5 separate regions of the Sus scrofa genome follow, and all the other regions are linked to region 2. Evidence: chromatin contacts called from public HiChIP or PLAC-seq and promoter capture Hi-C data. All regions are on one chromosome and are shown on one strand. Each heading gives the region's core, a stretch centred on a gene start, on an enhancer-like site or on the middle of the called end of the contact. The rest is flanking DNA. Distances are from core to core; before and after follow the strand shown.

Region 1 (2,700 bases), core at 82-2,581, 200 kb after region 2:
AAAATCAAACACATCAACAGGATCCAGAAAGCTTGCAGGACCAAAAATAAGCCCTCTCTTCCTTCAATTTGCAGATAGGTTTTGTTTTGTTTTTTCCTTTTTTGCTTTAACTGATTTTACCAATTTGGGATAACCAGGCAGAAGCTTTTAAATATATGTGTCATTCCAGGGGACCAGATAAAACTCGGAGCCATTAACCTTGATGTGGGTTTAAATGGGGCCTTATTTTTCATCTATCTTTGTAGGGCAAAAATAGCTTGGAAGCCTGTAGTTTAGCGCTTGTCACCAACCCTTTACTAAAGTCAAGGCAATTAGGCCCATGACTGTTAAAAAATTTATTTCAAAGCTCTTGTCCTGCACACATCAATCTCAATCGCGGCTGAAAACAAAGAATTTTCTAAAATTCTTTAATCCACACCCAAGATGTGTGAGGGCAGCCGAGAAATCATGGCGACAGGGACAGCCAGTATCCAAGGGGGTAGCTGCTTCTGAGACCTGTTTTGGGACAGAGGACGGAACCAATCAGTGGTACTTTTCTCTCCAAATCTCTCTCCATCTTTACATCTGCCCATTCACCACATTTCGTTCCAACAAACTGCTTCTCTCCTTTAAAGATTTATGGCTGAGCAAGACCGACTGAAGACAAGTGAGGGGGCGATGCCTGGGATCTGCTGCGACACGTAAACCTGGGAAAACGTGTAGCTGTTTACTACCAGCGCGGGTAGACGCCACCGAGCACAGAGCGCAGCTGAGCGCACCCCTCAGGGCTCAACCCCTCCTCCCGCACAGCCTCTCGCGCGTTCCGGTGCGGGGGTGGGGGTGGAGGGTACAAACCATGAGCCCTCCCCCACGCGCCCGTAGGATCCCGAGGCTCCCCGCGCACCGGCCCCCTGGGCATTAGCGCCGTCTCTCTTCAGCTCAGCGCCCACCCCTAGCGCTCCCCAACCCCGGAGTTACCTCGAAGGCCTGGGTTGTCGTCTCTGGCCCGAATCTTTCGGATTTTGACGGGGCGCCCGCTCAAAGTGGACAGGACCAGACGCTGGCGCAAGAAGTTGCAGCCCGTGTAGCTGAGGGAGTGCGCCTGGGTCGCCATGTGCACGCTCTCCGCAAAGGAGCGGGCGGCCGGGGCGAGGCGACTTTGGACGGGCGCGAGGGTCTTGACTCTTGGGGTGGCGCCGACAGCTGCTGTGGCGGCCCAGGTTCCCTCCCGCAGCCCCCGCAGCCCCCGGCGCGTCCACGTGGTTTGGAACAGGAAGACAGAGAGACGAGACACCGGGTCAGAGGGGAGTGGGGCGGAGCGGGTGACCGCCTCTCCGCCTCCCATCCCCGCTGGGGGCGGCCCCCCGAACCGGGCCACACTGCTATTGGCCCGTGCTGGATCAGGGCGGTGCCCACGCCGCGCAGCTATTGGCCCGTTTTGCAGCTGGGCGGTGCCCGGGCCCTGCTACTATTGGCTTGTGTTGGGGCTGGGCGTTGCCGGGGCCCCAGCAACAGTGCTCCGCGGGAGGAGCGCGCTAGGCTGGCCAGTGAGCCTACGCAAGGGAGCTCGCCTACCCCGCCAGTCTCCGAGGGTGTCTCCCGGCGTGGGGGCAATGGGAGGCGACCAACTGGGCTTGAGTGCCTACTTCGTACCTGGTATTTAGCATCACCATTTACGGCAATCTCTGGGATGTGGATGGTATTATCTCCGCCGTTTTCTTAACACAGAAGAAAACAGGATTGGCGCGCTTTACCCTGTTGCAAACACCGTACTGATTGCCCAGCCAGCGGCCGTCCCCTCACTCCCCGCTATAACCCTACGAGGTACTACCATTCCCGACCTGCACATGCGAAAAGATTCGAGAAACATTGCAAGGCTGACACTGCCAGCATGCACTGGACCCGAGTCTTCCGACACCTGGCCATTGCTTATGAGACACCAAGCTTTGCCTCTTTCACAGCGGTCTCTTCCTTTGCAGTCACTGCCCTTACTGCCAAGTCAGGTCCTCCCATGCCACATGCCTCAAAATGAGTAGTTATACAACTTACACAAACACGCACCTCTTCTACTCCTGCACACCAAAATCTTCCCAAAGATTGGATTATGTCCCTTCTCTGCTCAAAAATCTTCAGTGATATGCAGTTAACAAATGACTACAAAGTTAAGCATCTGTTACCACAATAACGTTGGCTTGCAGCCATTCTTGGATAATATCACCAGATCATGAGTTCCAGAATACATGGAGGTAAAGGAGCTCTGGAAGGGGTGGGAGCTTGAGTAAGATTAAAGAAGGTAGCTAGCCCTATGTGGATAAGATTCAGCTACAAGGAATCCACTGAGAGATCTAAGCTCTTATAGGGTGACAGGTTATTAGAATTTAACAGAATCAGCCCTGAAATCCACTGAGGGAGGTAGGTAATCCATTTACATTATTGCCATTTTTTTGTGTAATCTTTTTAGGGCTGTACTCAGAGTGGCATATGGAAGTTCTCAGGCTAGGGGTTGAATCAGAGCTGCAGCCTAAGACCTACGCCACAGCAACACTGGATCCAAGCCACATCTTTGACCTACGCCACAGCCACACTGCGGCAACACCAGATCCTTAACCCAGTGAGAGAGGCCAGGGATCAACCCGCACCCTCAGGGATAGTAGTCAAGTTATTAACCTGCTGAGCCACAACAGGAACTCCCTACTGACATTTACTGAGACTAATTTTTAG
Region 2 (2,700 bases), core at 168-2,667:
CAAGCAAGTGATTCTCACACCTAAAGTGGTAAAAGGTTAAGGGAGTAGGGAAACAGAGGCCAAAGGTTGATTATTCATCTTCATATCTGTTGGGTGTTGTACTAGAATATTTGCAGCAGCCCAACAACTCACTCGAACAAACCTATTACGAAACCAAAAGCCATCGTCATCACTCTTAATTCCACTTCTAGTGTCCTTCCCCACATTTCTCCTCCCCTCTATGACATACTCAGCTGCCTCTATCCTTTCATTCAAAAAAAAAAAGGAGTTTCTCCTGACAGATTATTAACCACCGGAAAGCAAAATGGGTAAATTCAACCGACACAGCTAACTTGGGAAGATAAAACCATCCAGGAAGCATTCAATGTAGTAGCAGAAACCCCAGCAAAAGCAGCTAAGGTGTCCTCTCAATAGGTATTTCTTGCTACTTGAAAACGTTCCTCCTTGAAAGATTAAGAATCTCTGGCTGCTTGAGAAAGGGTAACTGACAACGATTTCTCTACAAAGAAAAACAATGTACAATCAGCAGAGAAACAATGAATGTTTCTTAAAGGATCCAAGAGCAACAACAAACCCCCAAATCACCCTCCCAAACCAACATTCAAAGTTCAGCACTGTCGTTTTCAAAGGAGTAAGCAACAATGAGCCCTGCTTGTCGACACAGCTTCCAACCTTCCTACGCACGCTCGAGACACCCTAGTCTTTACAGCGAAAAAGAGCAGCCAGGATCGCACACTCACCTTCGCGGGAAGGGGAGGAAGGGCCTCTTTTTCTGCAGAAGAGAAACAGATCACATCTTCCCTTGCCTGCTTCCGAAACCTAAATAAATAAATAAAATAAAATAAAATAAAAACAGGGCAGTTACCACTGCAGAAATCCAAGGAAAAGAGATGCTCTTTTCTAGGCTGTCTAGGTGTCTACAAAATTTTAAAGATGGCTAAGTAAAGTGGGAGATGGACTAACAGGCACAGGATGCAACATCAACACCAAGACACTCCGTTGTAGGTTTCCTTTTAAAGAGGAGGATTTTCTTGCCGAGAAGTTTACAGCCACTAGCAGGAGAAAAGCAGGGATTAGAGGTGGGAGGGAGGATGCAGAGAACAAGTGCTGCCCACCACCCGGAGTCCGGGCAGCAATAACATTCACCCGCCACACGGATCAGGCGACGAGGACGCGCCCCCCCAAGCTCACAGACACTGCTCCTACCCGACGCTTCCGGCCAGCCACGGTCCGCGAAGACCCCGGAGGGAGCAAGGGTCCGAGCGTCCGAAGGCTGGGCCCTCCGGGGCTCTCCGGTGTGGGTTCGGCTCCTACTCACATGCCTCGGCCGCGAGGACCCGGCCTCTGCCTGCGCGGCGACAGCAGCCCTCCGCCTCGCCCCGCGCCACAAGTCCGGGCCCAGGGGCCGAGCGGCCGAGGCGGCGGCACGAACTGCCCAGCGAACTGGGCGCCGACCCAGCCTGTCAGCGCCCAGGGAGGCCGTTAGTGGCAGCCGCTGCTGCCCTCTTCTGCTTCTCTTCCTTTCTCCTTCCTGCAACCCCACCACTCCCACTTCGGGCAGTCGGGAAGCCCGTCACAGTCGTTGGCTCCACCCTCTCCCTGGCTACACCTTCTTCGCAGCGCCGCAGGCGACTCTGGCTAGAAAGCCCTATTTACGTGCGACTCAAGCTCCCAGGAGGCCTCCAGTCCGGCTCCCTGATCCAGGCTGACTGAGGCCGCGGCGCAGCAGGGCGGGGGCGGGGGCCTGGCGCGCGCTCCGCGACTGCGCGTGCGCAGCTCCACCCAGGCGGGGCTTCTCACCGCACGCGTCACGGGGCGAGGGGGATTGGCTACCCAGGGCCCTGGCTTCACAGGAACCCCGCGGGTGTGCACGGAGATTCCCGCAGCTGCCCCAGAGCGTGAGCGGGCGGGGAACCTGAGCTGGGGAGAGCTAGCAGGACCCTGGGGCACGCCAGAGCTCAGCTGACGCTGGGCCCGGCCCTCAGCAGATGGGCGTGAACGTGGCCGCCGCCCGCCGTGGAGGCGGCTGGGAATGAGTCAGCCCAGCCGGGAAGGCGCCCCCTGCGCACAACCTGGCACCACACAGAGACTTTCCCCTCCCGCCACTGTTGTCTTTTTTCTGCTTTTGCTTCCACGTTTTGGGGTGCTCAAACCTGTCCCCCAGTCCGGGCCGCTGGGCGGAGATAAGTAGGGCCCTGGGTTGGACAACGCGTTCACACGCACCGTTTCGTGCTTGTGCAGTTCCGAGCGCCTGATTCCAATCAGTCACATCTGCTGGAACGGGGTGAGGGTGGGAAGCGGTGCCTGGATGCCTGCGGATTGGCAACAAGGCCGCCAAATGAGGAGAAACAACTTACACTGTCCCAAAGGGCGTCATCCATTCATTCAACAAATATTTACAGAGCACCTACTGTGTGCCAAGCTGTAGGACCCCAAGGATGTTATGTGAACACAACCCACGTACTTCTTGCCCTACTGAAGCCTGTATTCTGATAAAGCGACAAAAATACCTTAAACGTATAATGTGCAAGAGTATAACTGCCAGTAGAAAAATAACACAAAATAAAGGAGCAGGAAGTGAGGAGGCGGTGTGCTATTTTAGTTAGGGTGACCAGGAAGGACCTCCCAGAGTAACATTTGAGCAGAGATCTGAATGATGAGAATAGGCCAGTCCTGTGCCTATCTGGCTAAAGAGTTTCA
Region 3 (2,700 bases), core at 52-2,551, 190 kb after region 2:
AACATGTTAGGTTTCCAGACAGTACATCCCATCCAAATACTGCAGTGCAGGGTAGGTTTCTTCCTGCATCACACCTGGGTTCTTCTCAGGACCTGACGAGCTTCACTGAGCTTCACTATGGAATATGAAGCAGCTGAAAAGCACTTTCTAGCACATACATGTTTAGTAGAACTAGGAGAAACAATTCGGCTTTCATATTCCACAAAAATAGCAACTCTATCAGCACTGTAATAGGATATTAACTTCAGCAGCATAATATCCACCTGTTCTTCAGACCTCAGAGGTGTGTGCCAAAAAAAGGTGAAATGGCAGAAAGTAGGAAAGAGTTTGGGGGGCTTTTTTTTTTTTTTTTTTTTTTGTCTTTTTAGGGCCACACCCATGGCATATGGAGGTTCCGAGGCTAGGGGTCAAATCGGAGCTGTAGCCGTTGGCCTATGCCAGAGCTACAGCAATGAGGGATCCAAGCCCTGTTTGTGACCTATATGGCAGCTCATGGCAATGCCAGATCCTTAACCCTACTGAGCGAGGCCAGGGGTCGAACTGGCATCCTCATGGACGCTAGTCAGGTTCATAAACCCTGGAGCCACTATGGGAACTCCAGGAAAGAATTTTAAAGTCAAGTTCTTACTTGCTCTAGAATATCTGATAGGAAGATTAAATCCAGGGCCACTTCACTTCTCCGTCTCAGAGACAGTAAGGGATTACTGTCTCTCCCATTCAACAAAGTGTCCCTCTCCTTCTTCTATCATCTTACTGATCTAAAGCTATCTAACACTCCAGTTTTTAATTCTATTACAAAGATGCTTGAATATACAGTATTATTGCCACCTTTAGACTGGAAGAAACAACATCATATATTAATAAACAGGTTTTTCTTCATGGTAGGACTTTGTGTGAATTTCATTTTCTTGTTTAAATTTTAATGTTCAAATTTGCTTCAATTACTTTCATGAATAAATTGTTACCTAAAATATAAAAGCTGGTTATTCTTTAAAAAATGAGGGAGTATATCTTAAATGTGAAATGCAAGAAGAGGTAGAATGAAGAGTACAGGTCCTCTGTCCTTCTCCTGAGTTGATTTTACACACACACGCACACACACGCTTTAATTTTAACCTCCCTCTCATGAACAGGGACAGAAAGACAAAGTCTTCCGCACTGAAGGCATGGTGACAGCCTGACGCTTTCCCAGTTCCCACTCCTATAATAAATTAGCAGAGTTTGCAAGCACAGACCTTAGCAGTCACCTAAACTGATCCCAAAGGGTCAGCAGATCAACTAAGCAATTCCCATCCACCTGTTCCGTTACTTAACATTGTCCCATAACTCCTGTCATAACATATTCTGCAATCTGTACAAAGAGCACTCGGCTAGAAGTCAGAGAAACTCCCTTAAGTCCAGAAACAAGGCATAATGGCTAGTAACAGCAGCTCTGTATGAATGCTTACCTTATTTAATCCTCATAACCCCTCAGGAAGCATTTCCCATTTTACAGAAGGCTGAGGCCCAAGAATGCTGATTAGCTTGTCCTGGTTAAACGACTGGCAAGTGGCAGAGACTGGATTTGAACCCAAGTCTGCCCTTCTCCAAAGTCCATGCTCTTAACCACACCACGACACTGGTTTGCTTAACTCAGTTAAACCCCTCAGACTCGACATCTTCCTCTGCAAAATCATGGTACTTTTCAACTGTAGGCAGTGATTTACTAGAATCCTGAAGACAATTTAACAAATCCCCAATCAACATGCATTTATTTATTTATTTTCTTTTTAGGGCCGCCCCCAGAGCATATGGAAGTTCCCAGACTAGGGGTCAACTTGGAGCTACAGCTGTCAGCCTAAACCACAGCCACAGCAGCGTGGGATCCAAGCTATGTCTGCGACCTACATCACAGTTCACACCAATGCCAGATCCTTATCCCACTGAGCGAGGCCAGGGATCGAAATTGCAACCTCATCGTTCCTAGTAGGATTCGTTAACCACAAAAGGAACTCCTCAACATTTATTTTTAATGATATCAGAACAGAATAAACAGTATCAAAATTATATAGTAAGAATACTGTTCACGAAATTTTAGTCTTAAGTTTTACACATATTTGTATGTATATAAGATTGCAGTATAAATAGTATCACAAAAGTTCAGAAGTAACTCAACTACAAAACTGAACTAGAAATTATTTTTATGGTCTTTTCATACAAAATATGCTTTTTAAAAGTAGGCATCATCTATAACACAATGCCACTTTCTACCTAAGTTTATAGAAAATGTAAAGTATTCTGCAGAAAAACAGAAAACTCTTATTTTGCTCAAGCTTGCAGGGTGCCTAAATGGGAGAGAGGAACAAGCATTTATGAATAAAGCCCAAGATTATAAACCCTATAGCTTTTAGAGATTAGGAAAGAGAAGAAATCAAAATTACTTTGGAAGTAGTTTTTTTCAATCCACAAGGGCTCTTGAGCATGAACACAGTTAAAAACACCCAACAGAGAAATACAACTAAGACGAAAACAGGCACCAAAAGAGACCTCCAGGCAGGACCAGCCCCAGATCACAGTAAACAGATACTTTAGAAGGAGTAGTTCAAAGAACCAAACATAGAGCTAGTTCAGGAATCCTGGCAACAGTGAAGATATAGCTCCATCACCTGGTACAAAAAAGTTCTTGAGTTCACCTAATAATATTAAAACAAATCTCAAACT
Region 4 (2,700 bases), core at 133-2,632, 230 kb after region 2:
TAGAGGGCAAGCCCCAACATATGAGCACTTCATAAATCTCTTTTTGATTCACCCTTCCCAATGTATTAATGTTTAGTTTGAGCTCAGTGTGTTTACCACTAGGGCAAGTTGAAGGGGGAAGAACCAGCCCAAACGAATGTGTGTGCACAGCCAAATGACTGCGCTAAGCTCAGTTGCCAAGAGATTTCTCAGTCTGGCAGTTACTTATTCATTTCTCGGTCATAATCAACAAACTTTAGCAAAGCTGCAGCTCTGTGGGGCCTGGTGATATGACCACAACACTCAGCTTTTCCTCCCCTATGACAGAATGATTTCTCAGTTGTTTGTTTTCTTTCTAAGCTAAATATCTCCCAGGATTTTCTTTCAGATCTCTTTGCAGCCAAACCCTCAAATGTTCCTGGCTTTGGAAATTAGGACTCTCTACACACCTTCAGGTTCTCCGGTGTTTCGTAACTTCTACTTGTCCAGACTTTTTCATTCTTTTGTTAGTTCTGTTCCTTAAGTTTTCTGGTACTTTCATTTATGTTCTTTTTCTTTGCTTAATCCCTTCCTGTTTTCCATGGGTTATTATTTTTTTTAATCTTTTTTTTCTAATTACATGAGTTGAATGTTAATTCATCTTCATTCTCTCCTAGTAATAAAATATGTACGAGCTACTAAATATCTTTCCAACTACAGCACTGTCTACCTATTAAATCCCCCCACCCATTCACCAAGCTCAGGTTCACTGGGGAGCACACTTTCCCTTACCACCTCTCTCTGAAATAATTTCTATCTTTTAAATTGAAAAGCAGTTTGGGGCCACACGTTTGGTAACTTCTGAGGAAGGTGGCACTTGTTTATTTTTCACAGAGCCTTCTCTCTGCCTTAGTATAATGTCCTGACACAGAGAAATGATAGCAATGATGGGTAACTTTAACGTAATATTGAACACTACCCTGCAGCTGGCATTGTACTTTACACAGTTTTAACAACTTCCATGCCCATTTTACAGAGGAAATAGGTTCAATTTTTTTGCCTTGTGTTTCTCTTCCTGGAACACACCAAATATTCCATCTCTAGGGTTTTTTCCCCTTGCCTTTGTCTCTTTCCCTCCACCTTCCCATTTAGTGCTGAGAGCAAATGCCATTTCTTCAAAGCTTTACTGACCATCTCCACACATTGTTTTGTTTTGTTCGGAGTATGAGCTCAAATTATCCTTCAAATATTTCTGTTTCCTTGTTACGATCTGCCTCAACCACTAAACTTTCAATTCTAAGGAGCAGACATTTTACTGAAAAAATATTTATGTAATCAGTGTATTGCCACAGGCAAAAAATGGAGCCTGTGGAAGAGCCAATACTTTCAAGCTCAGCTGAGTGCAAGCAACAACTACTTTTGAATCCCAAAGTGTGGTCCTAGGAGGTAAGAGACACCCCTCAATAGACCTATGACATGGAGCACCTCACTCAATTTCAACTTAGATTCCTCTCGTGGGAAATGAAGAGGAAGGCCCTATCGGCTCATTGTCACCCACTGTGATTCTACCCACTATGATAAACGTACCTTAAAAATTAGCTCGAGAAAGCCAGGGAGAAGAGTCGCAGGGCAACTGAGGAAGAGAAGGGAAGGGAGAAATCTGCAGGCTGGGGGCGGGGAGAAGGGGAGCGTTTGATGACTCTGAGAACCCAGGGGCAGTGGTGGCGAGGGGGCCGCAAGTAGGGGTCGCGCGGGGGAGGGGGCTGGAGTTGGGAAGGGCACCTGACGGGCGGCACGGTAGACCCTCTCTCTGGGACTCGGCAGCACTGGGCACGGCGTGAAAGGTGCGTCAAGGGTGTCAGGCGGGGGGCAGGTAAGGATGATATCCAGTAACCAAGGGGCGCAGAGCGGGGCCCAGGGTTCAGAAGGGGACGCGGGAGGAGTGGCCAAGTGTGCGAGGAACCGGACGAGGTCTCCCCGGCTGGGACTGGGCAGGACAGGGCAAGGCACTGACAGGTGCGAGGTGAGGACCTGAGGGAAGTAGGGGGTATTCAGGGGCCGGGGGGGGGGGTGCCTGGAGGCGCAAAAGAGGTGCAGAGGGAAGCCGGCGAGTGGGGAGGAGGCGCTAAGGGACGTGGGTCGCGCGGGTCGGCGAAGGAGCCCACAGAGGTCTCACAGGAAGCGCGGAGGGGGCGAGGCTTGCGCTCGACTTGCGCGGGCGGGGCTGGGCCGGGCGAGGGGGAGGGGGTGCCCCGAGTCGCTGGGGGCAGGCGGGCGGGGCTGCTCGGTTGCCTATCGCCTCACTTCCGGGCTCGCCTGAGAGCTGAGGCCGACGCCAGCTCGCAGCGCTGCCAGCTGCTCAGCCGCGGACCACCGAGCGGGTGAGAGCGTAGCCAGGCCGAATCCCCATCGTTCGCGCAGCCCAGGCCTCTCTCTGCGGCCATGGGGGCGTCTGCGCGGTTACTGCGCGCAGCGATCATGGGGGCGCCCGGCTCCGGCAAGGGCACTGTGTCCTCGCGCATCACCAAACACTTCGAGCTGAAGCACCTCTCCAGTGGGGACCTGCTCCGAGACAATATGCTTCGGGGCACAGGTGGGAGCCGGGGCGGGAAGGGCAGCGGTTCACGGTCGCCTGGGTGGGATTTGTGGGTGGAGGGACAGGGGCGGAGAAGTGGGTCCCGGGAATGTGGGTCTGGGGTATGGGGGTCTGGGGTATGGGCGCAGCATCTTCCAATTGCCGCC
Region 5 (2,700 bases), core at 80-2,579, 170 kb after region 2:
CAACAGTGAAAAACAGAAGACATCTTAATGGCCATCAACAGAGCTTAATTTGGAATGCTTCATGCAGTGAATACAGGGTTAAGGAGAATGAGGTGGAGCTATAAATAACTGACATGGGTCAGGCAGAACAGGCATATTTAGTTTAAAAAAAAAACCCAAAACCCCTCTACTCAATTCACATTTCCATTTCTCTATAATCTGTTGCTACCTCCTCAGAATTGGAGAATCATGAGTTGAACATCACCTCGGGATGTCAATGTAACTATTCATCAACCTGGGGCCCCCCAGGTCAGGAACCATTTCTCCCCCACCTACCCATTTTCTCCTTATAGGCACACAGGTGGGCCCAGGGACAGCCATGTAAAGAACAGACCACAATCCAGAGAAGTTTTGTTATAAATTCTTCCGTCCTTGATGATCCCTACAAAGAACTTGGGCAGCACCTCAAGTTTCATCTTTTATCTCGACAATGGCTCTCTCTGCACTGCAGCGATGCAACCCACCCTACTCTGTCCTCACTACACACTGTTCATTCTAACATCTGAGCCTCAGAAAAGTGAGTCCATTCCATACATCTTTTCCTCCAAGTAGGACCACCCCAAAACCTCCTGATAAATACAAAACTTGACTTTAAGCCCCCTATTACCCCAAGAAGCATACTCTGTGGTTTACCCTACTCTGTGACATTCCTCCAACAAAAGCTATGGTTTGACCCTAGGCAGCTGCCTCCTCCCCAGCCCCTGGCCCCGACACCAACACTTGCCCTTAGCCAGATCTTGCTGGCACCTAGAATTCTACCACTTTTAATATCTGAAACCCCCAACACAATTTCCTCAACACAATTTCTTGTTCTACACAGCACACCTGCCTATCTCTATCGAACTCTGTGTGACCACCCCCTTGACCACGTGCTTTTCCCAGGCTGGTGAGATCCTGCTGCCCTTATTCAGTAAGGAGCACACCAACCATCACTTCAATGACACCCTCACCAATACTCCCTCTAGCTCATCCTTCAGCCGGACTCACTCATCCTTCATCCCTGGATGAAAATGGCCCTCCTGCCTTCTCTACTCCTCCTTCTAGACTGCCAACTGCTGCTTGATGCAGCTGCATGGCCACACAGCTGACACCACATTTCAGCTTCAGCTGAGCCCTTACTGCTGTCCCACAGCCTTTTTCTTATCTTCAGTTACTATGCCCCAGTGGGCAAAACTCCCGCCCAGTGCCATAGTGGCCCCCTATGTCACTGTGATAGCACATTTTTACCATCCTTGGCACATTCCCTTATCAAACCCCTGCTGATCCCCTTATCATGGAACCCAACCTGACTCGGTAAAAACTGAAAACTCCTTCAACCTCCTTCCAACCATCGTCAGACAGCTCCATCTAGAGCCCTCTTTACCACAGGTCTGCAGTTTTCAATCTTCTCCCTCTCAAATTACAAAAATAAAACAGTAGCCACAATCTACCAAATACCAAACACACGACATATCTATTATGTCACGTAACCTTCATTACAATTCCACAATTATAAATGGGTCCAACGATAAATGCATCAACCACGGCTTGGGACCAAAATCCTACCACCAGTAACTAGCAAAGCCAGAGTTAGAACCCACATCTGTGTGACTCCATCACTAGTGCTTTACTCACTTTGTTACTTTATCAGTCTCCCTCACATGTAAACCTACTTTACTCAACCTATAAAAACACTCAAATCATTAACAATCTTTCTAGTAAAAACGGTGGGAATTGTCTCAGTTCTCCTCCTCAAGTTAACACTTTCCCTTCCATTCTATTCACTTTCCTGGCAAGATTCTTCAAAGAGTGGCCTTGGCTCCTCACCATCTCCCTCGGTCACTCTACAATGCAGTACTGGTGGATAACCTCTGTCTCTACCACTCTGGAAAGAGCTCCCGGGCTATCAGGTAGCAGCCTATTGTAAGCCCCTCAGCTTGGCCCCCATCCTAATGCTTACTCCTCTGGGCCCTGTAAGGCACTGACCAGGGCTTCCAAGAAGCTGGGTTTTCTGTATTCTCCTCTCACCTCTCTCATTTTTCCACAGACTTCCTTCCTGGAAGAATTTACTTCGCTTTTGCTTTCAAGTCTTAGTGCCCTCTCAGAGTTCCACCCTCCTGCCTCCCTCTGCCTTCTACATGGTAGCTGAGTCTAAACCATTTATTTCTAGCTCCCCTTACCCCTAAGTTACAGTTCTCATTCCTAATTTCTAATAAGTCTTTTCTAGACTTAGCAACCTTTTCCCCTGCAACCATTAAACCCAACATGAATAAAACTGTGCTTATCTTCACCACCACCTATCCTATTACACCCACCCTAAGCATCTGTAGCTACTATGTGAACAGGAGCATAAGTAAGGAACATCAAAGCCATCCAAGTCATCCTGCCTTCCTGCCCCTAGGACTTCTATAAACCAGCAAGCAACCCTCCCCCGTCTCCCAGTCACTATCCACATGGGCTCTCTTTAGGGCACAATAATTCCCTATTATCTTTGTCTCTAAATGATCACCACTAGGTGATAAATTTTTTTTGTTTGTTTGTTTTGTTTTTTTGTCTTTTGTCTTTTTAGGGCTGCACCCAAGGCATACGGTGGTTCCCAGGCTAGGAGTTGAATGGGAGCTGTAGCCACTGGCCACAGCCATAGCAACACCAGATCAGAGCCAAGTCTGTGACCTACACCAC

Evidence for each region. Promoter capture Hi-C pulls out the DNA fragments that hold promoters and counts their contacts. HiChIP or PLAC-seq counts read pairs in DNA pulled down with a chosen protein or histone mark.
Region 1: a contact with region 2 is called in an H3K27ac HiChIP or PLAC-seq map of alveolar macrophages. The contact joins the promoter of RCL1 here to the promoter of JAK2 in region 2. A contact is called at or near these places in 2 of 5 promoter capture datasets (fetal skeletal muscle and liver), 11 of 47 Hi-C or Micro-C datasets (adipose tissue, blood, embryonic fibroblasts and 4 more) and 2 of 2 datasets of contacts at active chromatin or transcription factors (alveolar macrophages and skeletal muscle).
Region 3: an H3K27ac HiChIP or PLAC-seq map of skeletal muscle shows a contact between it and region 2. The contact joins the enhancer-like site here to the promoter of JAK2 in region 2. A contact is called at or near these places in 3 of 5 promoter capture datasets (fetal liver, fetal skeletal muscle and liver), 3 of 47 Hi-C or Micro-C datasets (embryonic fibroblasts, fibroblasts and skeletal muscle) and 2 of 2 datasets of contacts at active chromatin or transcription factors (alveolar macrophages and skeletal muscle).
Region 4: a contact with region 2 is called in an H3K27ac HiChIP or PLAC-seq map of alveolar macrophages. The contact joins the promoter of AK3 here to the promoter of JAK2 in region 2. A contact is called at or near these places in 2 of 5 promoter capture datasets (fetal liver and liver), 23 of 47 Hi-C or Micro-C datasets (alveolar macrophages, blood, brain and 14 more) and 2 of 2 datasets of contacts at active chromatin or transcription factors (alveolar macrophages and skeletal muscle).
Region 5: a contact with region 2 is called in a promoter capture Hi-C map of fetal liver, with 4 times the contacts expected there. The contact joins the enhancer-like site here to the promoter of JAK2 in region 2. A contact is called at or near these places in 3 of 5 promoter capture datasets (fetal liver, fetal skeletal muscle and liver), 4 of 47 Hi-C or Micro-C datasets (alveolar macrophages, fetal liver and liver) and 2 of 2 datasets of contacts at active chromatin or transcription factors (alveolar macrophages and skeletal muscle).

What each region holds. Positions count from the first base shown.
Region 1 is chr1:217,203,629-217,206,328 of Sscrofa11.1, forward strand. It overlaps RCL1 (RNA 3'-terminal phosphate cyclase-like protein), which reads right to left and starts at 1,332. Exons shown (of 9, transcript XM_001926437.4): 1 at 958-1,332. The coding sequence starts at 1,324.
Region 2 is chr1:217,000,411-217,003,110 of Sscrofa11.1, forward strand. JAK2 (Janus kinase 2) reads right to left here and starts at 1,418. Exons shown (of 25, transcript NM_214113.1): 1 at 1,207-1,418; 2 at 741-819.
Region 3 is chr1:217,186,255-217,188,954 of Sscrofa11.1, forward strand. The region is part of intron 1 of RCL1 (RNA 3'-terminal phosphate cyclase-like protein); the gene reads right to left. Among named protein-coding and RNA genes, the nearest start is that of RCL1, 17 kb to the right of the region's middle. Within about 2 kb of position 1,302, at least 3 of the 83 cell types and tissues checked have an H3K27ac peak or open chromatin away from gene starts, as enhancers often do. A contact at or near this core is called in liver and skeletal muscle, where this site is marked.
Region 4 is chr1:217,235,179-217,237,878 of Sscrofa11.1, forward strand. AK3 (GTP:AMP phosphotransferase AK3, mitochondrial) reads left to right here and starts at 1,383. Exons shown (of 5, transcript XM_021064132.1): 1 at 1,383-1,404. It overlaps LOC106509181 (a long non-coding RNA gene), which reads right to left and starts at 1,843. Exons shown (of 4, transcript XR_001306485.2): 1 at 1,546-1,843.
Region 5 is chr1:217,166,237-217,168,936 of Sscrofa11.1, forward strand. All of the region lies in intron 5 of RCL1 (RNA 3'-terminal phosphate cyclase-like protein), which reads right to left. Among named protein-coding and RNA genes, the nearest start is that of MIR101-1, 15 kb to the left of the region's middle. Within about 2 kb of position 1,330, at least 4 of the 83 cell types and tissues checked have an H3K27ac peak or open chromatin away from gene starts, as enhancers often do. A contact at or near this core is called in fetal liver, where this site is marked.